Regions from separate parts of the Danio rerio genome. Here region 2 is linked to region 1. The links are chromatin contacts, called in public HiCAR-type maps. All regions are on one chromosome and are shown on one strand. Each heading gives the region's core, a stretch centred on a gene start, on an enhancer-like site or on the middle of the called end of the contact. The rest is flanking DNA. Distances are from core to core; before and after follow the strand shown. Region 1 overlaps impg2b (interphotoreceptor matrix proteoglycan 2b). Region 2 has its middle 24 kb from the start of adgrg7.1.

Region 1 (4,913 bases), core at 2,122-4,621:
GGGTTTTATTGCATTTTTTAATTTTAATTTCTACGTTTTGTAATTTAGGTTAGTAATTTTATTTTCTAATTTTGCGTTGTCATTTTATTTATATTAATTTTCTTTACATTAACTTTATTTATTTACAAGAAATTTGTATTTTTGTATTTTTTTTATTTTCTTAAAAAAACATTATTTATTTTCCGTTTTAGTTTCAGTTTTAATTTTGGTTAACAATTATAACTTTTGCCAAATTTAAACGTCTCATCTCATTTCATCTTTGCTAATCCTGCTGACATACCAATTTTACGATGATAAATCCATAATACACTCGTCTTTCTTTTTACCATTAGGTGACCAGGCAGATCCTTGTAAGTTCCAGGCATGTAACGAGTTCTCCAAGTGTTTGGTGAACCGCTGGTCAGGTGAGGCCGAGTGTGTTTGTAACGCTGGTTATTTCAGCGTTGACGGACTGCCATGCCAGAGCATCTGCGACATCCAAGAAGACTTCTGCCTAAATGACGGGAAATGTGACATAATACCTGGCAAGGGCGCCATCTGCAGGTGAGTGCTTTAAAAACAACTGTTGACAAACATTCACTGGCCACTTTATTGGGCACACCTTACTAGTAAAGGGTTGGACACTCTTTTGCCTTCAGAACTGCCTTAATCCTTCATGGCATAGATTGAACAAGGTACTGAAAATATTCCTTGTAGACTTTTGTCCATATTGACATGGACATCACGCAGTTGCTGATGCATCACGAATCAGCATGAGTTGCATCACGCAGTTGCTGTAGATTTGTCTGCTACTGTAGCCCATCTGCCTTAAAAGATTTTTGTTGTGTGTTCAGAGATGCTCTTCTGCATACCTCGGTTGTAACGAGTGGTTATTTGAGTTACTGTCGCGTTTCTATCAGCTCGAACCAGTCTGGCCATTCTCCTCTGACCTCTGGCATCAACAACAAGGCATTTGTGCCAACAGAACTGCAGCTCACTGGATATTTTCTCTTTTTCTGACAATTCTCTGTAAACCTTGGAGATGGTTGTGTGTGTTTAAATCCCACTAGATCAGCAGTTTCTGAAATACTCCGACCAGCCTGTCTGGCACCAACAACCATGCTACATTCAAAGTCCCTTAAATCACCTTTCTTCCCCATTCTGATGCTCAGGTTGAACTGCAGCAGATCGTCTTGACCAAATTTACATGCCTAAGTGCATTGAGTTGCTGCCATGAGATTGGCTAATTAGAAACTTTTGTTAGACAGGTGTACCTAATAAAGTGACCAAAGAGTGTATACAATATGGGTGACACATTGCTGAAAACGACTTAAGTTACTTTAGATTTTTTTTTTTGTTGTTGGCATTTTTATGAGCTAATACATTTTTCTTGTTTGAAAAAGCTAAGTTTAAACTATGTCACGAAATATCATCATATTTGGATTGTTTAAAGAAGATTGTGGTGCTTTTCAAAAGATAATATACATTTTATGTCCCCAGAATGTGTCTGAAGTTTCTGCTCAAAATACCTCATAATGTATTACAGGTTGTCAAATTTGCCCGTAATTGGGAGTAAGCAAAACATGCTTTTGGACCTGTCGCTTTAAATGCAAATGAGCTTTATTATTGTACAATATAAACTATAAATTCCATTTAATACCATACACTATAAATATTCTTTTCTAAAAATAAAAAGTAGCTGGTTTTTAATTGTGATTCGAACAGCCAATTTCAGCAAATCATATGGAAAAATGAGGCTTCAGAAATCATAAATAGCTATGCTTTCATCCAAAAATGAGAATTAACTTTATGCGCAAAACTAGATTATTGCATAAAAGATGTGCAAATAAAGCAGCGTTTCCATCCAACGAATCAAAGTGAACAAAATCGTCACTTCCTGATTATCTGGTGCCTAATATCATCCGTAAAGAAGGAATTTGCTGCGATAAGAGAAGCTGCGTGAATCTTTTCTTCATTTAATAAATGACTTGTGCCTCAGAAGGCAATCCTGACACGCAGTGAACATGCGGTGGAGTTTGAAGGCATGAGACGTGGAACACAGACATTGATTTTGGAGGTCATTAATAATATAATAACACTAATACTGAAATGGTTATAATGTGTTAGAGAGACCAAAACAACATTTCAAATGTTGTACAACGTGCTCAGCCTGCTGGTTTGTCCATTCACATACATTTTTATTATCACATGATCTCTCAAAACAAAATCACATAACCTTTTTTTAATGCGCATACTGGATTTTGTTTGGTAAAAGTGTTTCCATTGCAGTTTTTGCACATTTTCTTATTGGAAAAAAGTTTATTCTACTCAGTCATGCGCATATGTTTTTTATTTTGGAATACCGCATAAAAAAGTGCTTAATGTAAAAACAAGATGCGCAGAAATTATGAAAATGTGCATGAAAATTTTTTGACGTTATTGTAAAAACCAATGGACCAACAACATTGTAAAATAACTAAACTTTGGTCATGCTAAAATCCCTCAGCCAAAGTCTGTCATCAAAGTGGTTCAGTAATATTACCTTCAGAACTATTTTGAATGGGAGTTCATTGTGTTAGGTCTCAATTCATCTGAGGTGCAAGTAATGTATTAAATAAGGAGAAAAGCCCACAGTGGCCTCTTCTACCACAGTAAATTCTGTGGAAGTGACGATTATTTTGTTTTCTTTGACTCTTTTGAATCCAGTTTTGGGCACAAGTTTATTTAGCATCTTTGAATGGAAACATAGTTAGCGAGTTTCCTCCTTGAATTTCTCGACACATGCTCTAAAGCCTTAGCACAGAGTGTAACATGACTGCTTCCAACTTTTTCACAGCTAAAAACAAGTCTATTTTTAAAATCAATGTGTGAAAAACAGTTAAAAATGGGTTTTGTGACACTTTAAAGCTACAGTAGGGCCAGAAAGCCAGACTTCACTCACTCCACTGTGATTCCAGGTGTCGCGTTGGTGAAAACTGGTGGTATCGAGGAGAACACTGTGAGGAATATGTGTCAGAGCCGCTGGTGGTCGGCATTGCCATTGCGTCCGTTGCTGGATTTCTCCTGGTGGCGTCGGGTGTCATCTTTTTCCTGGCCCGAACTCTGAGAGACCAGTATGACACAGATGATTCAGAAGACCCTTTACGGTACAAACTGTGCTTACAACAAACACACATTCAAATAAATCTTAACGTCGTATGTTCTGGAGGAACAAGCAGAGCTTCCTGGCAGATTAGTGCAAATGCTTTAATTCACTTTTTAGGAGCATAAATTTCAATCGTTCTGTCAGTGTTGTGAATAAGTGCTATAAAATTACGCCATGTGAGTTTGTACTGAGGCTTTAAATTAAAAAAAAGAAGAAGAAAGTGTTGCAGGTCTCGACATGTTTAATAGCTGTCAAAAGATGACAATTGCTTTCCTCACCTGTTGAAAAGTAACTATATAATCTTATGACTGTGTTTCAGAGCACTTTATTTTGATGTCTCCATTTACACCTTGTATTAAAAGGACTGATTGTTCGTATTTTCAAGCATTAATCACTTTTTATTGTCAATGTGTGAACTGCTTGTAACAAAACAAGGTTTTCTTGAAAAGAAGCAAAAGGGCGTCACATACAGTATCTATTTTGCTCTATTTTTTATTTTTTTGTTATAAAGATTAAAATGTGCATTAGATTTACATACCCTGAGCAAAAAAAAAAAAAAAACTACACTAATAATTATTTAAAAGTCAATGAACAATTATTAATTTATTAATTGTTTATAACAACAGCGCTAACACTACATGACATAGGTCTTGTCGCCTAACAAAGTTTTAGAATCAACAAATAATAATTTTTAGGTGATCATTTGGTATTAAGTGGCTTAAATGAAAGGCAAAGGCCTCTAGATTACACTTATTTTGCCAAAATAAAATCTGATCATGTCTTGACTTTTAATTATTTAATTGGGACAGTAGGTCTGACTTTGCTTAGACAAAAGTTCAATAATGTTCATGCTCAATAATGTTCATGTCTGGTGACTGGGCTGGCTAATCCTGGAGCACCTTGACCTTCTTTGCTTTCAGAAACTTTGATGTGAAGGTTTAAGTATGAGGAGCGCTATACTGCCTAAGAAATTGCCCTCTCCTGTGCTTTGTAATTTAACGGGCAGCACAAATGTCTTGATACCCCAAGTTGTTGATGTTGCCATCCACTCTTCAGATCTCTTGCACACCCCCATACGGGGTATAGGTGTCTTGATTCCCCGAGTTGTTCATGTTGCCATCCCCTCTTCAGATCTCTCGCACACCCCCATACTGAATGTAACCACAAACCATGATTTTTCCTTCACCAAACTTCACTGATTTCTGTGAGAATCTTGGGACCATGCGGGTTCCAATAGGTCGTCTGCAGTATTTGTGATGATTGGGATGCAATTCAACAGATGATTTATAGGAAAAATCGTCTGTCTGCCACCTTTCCAAATGGTCAACTAGAAGTGAAGTTATTATTTTTCAAGTTATTACTTTTGTCAGGTAGTGTAGAACAGAAAATGAGATGTAAGAGTTACAAATATATTTAAACACAAAATTATTAAGTAAACTCAAATTCATATTTATTTATTGTTTGTTTGTTTGTCTGGTTTGAAATAATGCTTAAATAATAATATTAAGTTATCATCTAATAATTTTAATCATTATAAAAAAAATCATATCACTGAAAAATAATCAGAGCACCGAATCACTAATTTGAATGCATGTTAATATCAGGTAAAATCAATGGCTATAAATAACTGCAACTACATGCCAACTACACTAAAAATGACATTTGTTGTTTGTTCAAACTACTTATTTACAGTAAATTTAGGTGAAACATAATTGTTGTTTTTTATTGGACAACTTAATTGTTTTATGTTTAATCCACTTAAATTAGTAAATAAGTAAATTCTTTTATG
Region 2 (5,525 bases), core at 756-3,255, 240 kb after region 1:
TGAGGAATTTAGAGTAGCATAACAGTTTCTTTACACATTTAAATGATGAAAATTTATGTTAAAATACTTTCTTTAAGATACACATCTACATTGTCTCATCTATTGATGGCAACACTTTTTTTTAAAATAACCCCAGTTCACATGAATATTTGAAACAACAAAAAGCTCCATTATGTATCCCAGGCCAGAAGGTAGTGATTTCACTTCAATCATTAATTCATTTTCCTTCAGCTTGGTCTCTTATTTATCAAGGGTCGCCATAGTGGAATGAACTTTAGGGAAACAGTGCGGGACTCAAATCTGTGACCTTGCTGTGAGGAGACAGTGCTAATCACAGAGCCACCATGATTTCACTTTATATAAAAAAAAACACTATGCAACTGCACACAAACAGTCCTATAGTCCACCCCTAGCTGTTTACATTAAAGATTTGTGCAAAATGTTTTAAATAATTTCTAATTGATTTAAAAAAAAAAGCATAATAAGGCTTTAGATTTACATGCATAGACACATACAGTTCATATACATACATTCATACATACATACATAAAATATTTGTGAAGATTTCAGATTCAAAAGCCATGGACTGTACTATATCAAATTTTCTTCTAAAGTGAGCATTTTTATCGACCTCCTATGTTTATGTTTATTTTTTTTACTTTAGAAGCAATGACAAACCCTATTAGACATAGTGTAAGCACAAAAATAGTTAAAATTTCAGACTTTTGAATCTGTACTCTTTATATAAGCTACATTGTGTGTGCGTCATTCACATGACTATTAAAATGGCAGTAGTTATGTCTTATGACCCTTCATACAGAAAAAAAAAAATCTGGATTATTAAAAACACTGTCAAAAGAACCACCAAACTGACAGCAAACCATTTGCCCTCTCATAAATCATGAAAATATATGCCAACACAAACCCATAATACTGACAGATGCCGGTAATATTTGTACTTTTTTTGTGTAAGCACGTGTTTGACTCTTAAGAGTGACGCTAACCGGTCACTTACCGTCATGAATTGAGATCACAGAGACACACGATACCTAGAATTCCCAGAATACGATGCTCTCTTTCAAAGAAAGACACGTTCAAGAACTACAGTAAGTAGGCAGAAGAAGGAAATCTAATTATCTTTGCAGTAAATTGTGAGGCGAGAAAACAGGACAAAAAAGTGTGTTGTCAGCCATTTTCGAAAAACTTTTTAGCCAGTAAGTACTTCAACAGCTATAAAACCAGTGACCCAAAAAGGAGAAACTGCTGCTTTGTACTCAAATCCAGTCATTCTAAGGACCAAACAACTAGTTCACATATTGGTGTATATGCACACATACTTTTAATTTCAGTCAGCCAGCCTTCAGGTTAATTGTAATACAAAATAGCCAGGTTTAAGATCTTCACTGCCTGCCTTAATTACAACATAAAGTGGGCATCAGACCATGCAAGAAGCACTGCATTAAATTATATTTTCCAATCCATGTGTTTAAAATATGGAGATTAATTTTACCCCAGCAATTTCAAAGGAGTTTTTGCACTAGCCTGCTGCTACTGACGTGGTCTTTCGTCTCTTTTTATGCATTAACAACCAAATGGATGCTTACGTGTATTTAACTAATTATATTTGAATTACATTACAACATCCATGCTGTAACAGAAACCTTATGAAATTGAAAATAGCCACATAAAGCTTTCAACCGAAGTTCATCATTGGCTAAAAAAAACACTAGCTGTGCATTGGCATTTTAAGCCAGTTGGCTCCTCAAAGACAATCCTCAAACTACAGGATTCTGATATAGGGTGGTTTAACTTTTTAGTGGTCTGTTATGTGCAGGTTTATGTGCTTTTTAATCAACATACCTTCATGTTTACGTGTTTGTTCAATGGCACATCTGTGACAAATGTGTTCAACAGGTTTTGAGGAAATCAATATTACTTGAGGTGTTGTTGACTTGAACAGATTATGTGCGCCCTCTTGCGGCAGATGAAGGAATTGCGAGTGTTATTGAGATTGTGACCTGGGTCGATTTAACATCCACATTTTACTATACAGACAAACACACACACATAACCGAACCGAACAGGTCAGAACCGCACTGACGGCCATGAGGTCATCGTCTACAAAGGAAGAGAAAACGCCTAGTCTGTGCGGACTACCAACTATAAATAGTGAATTATGAGTTATACAGAAGTCTTATTTATATGCTTAACTCTATGACTGAATAATATTGGACTTGTGTTTCTGAAAGGACAGAAAGTTACAACCCATATGGTCTGGCACCTGCTCCAAAACCTCGGCACTTGCTAATAACAAAAACTTTGAGTGGCCTCGACAGAGTGTTTTTTTTTGCTAGCATTTGGTAATGTAATTATGAAATACAAATACAGATTTGTTTTGAAATACTGTGGTTAAGTGTGAACTTTAATTTATGCTAACTAACTGGTTTATATATATATATATATATATATGTTTTATATTTCACTCACTTACTTGTATAGGACATTTTACATTTTACAAGACCATTTACACCAGCCTGTTTAAAATCCTGTGCTGACCAACTGGCTCCCATCTTCACCCCCATCTTCAACAGATCACTGGAGCTGTGTGAAGTGCCCTCATGCCTCAAACGCTCCATCATCATTCCCATCCTAAAGAAACCCAAACATAAAAGACTAAATGACTACAGACCGGTGGCGCTAACATCTGCAGTCATGAAGTCTTTTGAAAAACTGGTGCAGGCCAACCTGAAGGACATTACTGAACCCTCGCTGGACTCTCTTCAGTTTGCCTACAGAGCAAAGAGATCTGTGGATGATGCAATCAATATGGGACTGCATTATGTTCTGCATCACCTAGACAGACCAAGGACCTATGTGAGGATCTTGATTGTTGACTTCAGCTCGGCTTTTAACACTTTCATCCTAAAACTTCTCCTGCCCAAATCAACTCTTATGCCCATACTCTCTCATATATGGCGATCTCTGTCTGTCAGTGGATCAACAGCTTTCTAATGGACAGGCAGCAGCTGGTGAAGCTGGGAAAATTCTCATCTAGTACCCGCACAATCTTAACTGGCTCCCCCCAGGGGTGTGTCCTCTCCCCACTGCTCTTCTCCCTGTACACAAAATGACTGTACTTCAAATGACTCCTCTGTCAAGCTCCTAATGTTTGCAGACGACACCACACTTATTCGCCTCATTCAGGACGGTGACAAGTCTGCTTACAGACAGGAGGTTAAGGAGTTAGCAGTCTGGTGTAGTCACAACAACCTGGAGCTCAACACACTCAAAAAAGTGGAGATGATAGTGGACTTCAGGAGAAACACCCCTGCTCTCTCCCCACTAAGCATCATGAACAGCACTGTGGCAGCAGTGGAGTCATTCAGGTTCCTGGGCACCACCATCTCTCAGGACCTGAAGTGGGAAACTTTGACTTCATTGACAAAAAAAGCTCAACAGAGGCTGTACTTTTTTTGTCGGCTGAGAAAGTTCAACCTCCTAAAGGAGCTGCTGAAGTTCTACACCTCCATCATTGAATCAGTCCTCTGCACATCAATAACTGTCTGGTTTAGCTCAGCTACCAAATCCAACCTACGAAGACTACGTCGACTAGTTCGAACTGCTGAGCCAATCATTGGTACAACCCTCCCTACTCTCCAAGAACTGTACTTATCCAGAGCAAGCAGAAGGGCTGCCAAAATCACTCTGAACCCATCACACTCAGCACACTGCTTCTTTGAACTTTTACCTTCTGGTCAACACTACAGAGCACTGTGCACCAGAACAGCCCGACACAGATACAGCTTCTTCCCTCAGGCAATCCATCTAATGAACACTTGATGATGATAATTGTGAAACAATTGAACAAACATTACTACTTGCTATACACTTTTTTTATACACATATGTACTTATTTAATAACACACTTTACATGCTAATTTGCACATAACAGCTGCTGATATAACATTGTATAGAGTAATATGGCTGTACATACACTTGTCAATTTGTATATTTGCATTTACTACTTACTTCTATTTCTAAAATATATTTATTATCTGTTTTTTTTTTGTCCTGTCTCTGTAATGCTGTTGCACTGTAGATGATCAATCACGAAAACGAATTCCTCGTATGTGTGAACATACCTGGCAATAAAGCTCTTTCTGATTCTGATTCTGAACAGGGCAAACCAACATTGCAAAAATGCTATTAGTTTTAGTCTTATTTCTATTAAAAATATCTCAAAATATCTTAAAAAAAATAATCTTAAATCAAGAATCCTTTTCTAGAAAAAAAAAATTTTGTTTTCACTAATAATATCACAGCATTAGGTGGCTTAAAACAAGCCTATATAATCGGTTAATGGGGTAAGTAAAAGGATATTGTTTTATGCTGAAATAAGATTAAATACCATTGGCAGATTAATTGCTTCTTTTAAAGAAAGAAAAATCACTTACTTTTGACTATTTCCTAAAACAAAACATTTTATTTAACTTATCAAGACAATGCTTCTTGATAGATTTCTTTGAATTTTTTACTAGAAAAATTAAGATGTACCCTTTAACAAGCTGACACATCAAGAGTCATTACATTGACAATACTTTCTAATGAATTTCGTTACAAAAAGTTGCAGTTTATCTTTCTTATATGCAAATCATATTGGCATAATACACTGATTTAAATGTAGGTGTAACAAATACATTAAATTACTAAGCTATGAATATGTGCATAAACAATGGGTCTCTAGCAGGGATGGGCAGTATTTATGATACAAGTAATTTAATTACATATTTCAAATGCAAAAAAGTAATTTGTAGTTTTGATAGGGTTTATGAGAATTGGTTTATATTATGTATTAAAATACTTTAGTGTCTTGTAGTTTTGTATTTTTTAAAAATATTTTCAAATACTTTGTGAAAAATCTACATGATGACATCATAAAAATGCAGCCTATGATCGGTGCTTTCTGTTTTTTGCCAATCAGTGAAAATAGTTTAATGCACAATGCTAGGATCAGTAGTATTTAACAGCAGTTTAGTGTACAATGCATTAGCATTTTTATTTAAGAAATGAGATGGAATTAGGGGCGATGCAGTGGCGCAGTAGGTAGTGCTGTCGCCACACAGCAAGAAAGTCGCTGGTTCGAGCCTTGGCTGGGTCAGTTGGCATTTCTGTGTGGAGTTTGCATGTTCTCCCTGCATTCGCGTGGTTTTCCTCGGAGTTTCCCCCACAGTCCAAAGACATGCGGCACAGGTGAATTGGGTAGGCTAAATTGTCCATAGTGTATGAGTGGGAATAGTCCTAATACTTGCAGCATAACTGAATATGAAGAAGTAAATTGGCCTTGGTGTTTGAGTGTGTGTGTGAATGTGAGAGTGTATAGCGAGTTTCTCAGTGCTGGGTTGTTATTGGAAGGGCATTCACTGTGTAAAACATGTCTAAATAGTTGGTGGTACATTCTGCTGTGGCGAACCCTAAAAAAATAAGGGACTAAGCCGAAGGAATAGGAATGAATGAATAATTATAGA

Evidence for each region. HiCAR-type assays count read pairs that join an accessible place to other places.
Region 2: a HiCAR-type map of caudal fin shows a contact between it and region 1, with 5 times the contacts expected there. The contact joins two enhancer-like sites. A contact is called at or near these places in 1 of 18 Hi-C or Micro-C datasets (caudal fin) and 1 of 4 datasets of contacts at active chromatin or transcription factors (caudal fin).

The regions. Positions count from the first base shown.
Region 1 is chr22:30,211,245-30,216,157 of GRCz12tu, forward strand. It overlaps impg2b (interphotoreceptor matrix proteoglycan 2b), which reads left to right. Exons shown (of 21, transcript XM_021473520.3): 16 at 333-543; 17 at 2,937-3,125. Among named protein-coding and RNA genes, the nearest start is that of impg2b, 27 kb to the left of the region's middle. Within about 2 kb of position 3,372, at least 1 of the 62 cell types and tissues checked has an H3K27ac peak or open chromatin away from gene starts, as enhancers often do. A contact at or near this core is called in caudal fin, where this site is marked.
Region 2 is chr22:30,448,271-30,453,795 of GRCz12tu, forward strand. No RefSeq gene overlaps it. Among named protein-coding and RNA genes, the nearest start is that of adgrg7.1, 24 kb to the right of the region's middle. Within about 2 kb of position 2,006, at least 4 of the 62 cell types and tissues checked have an H3K27ac peak or open chromatin away from gene starts, as enhancers often do. A contact at or near this core is called in caudal fin, where this site is marked.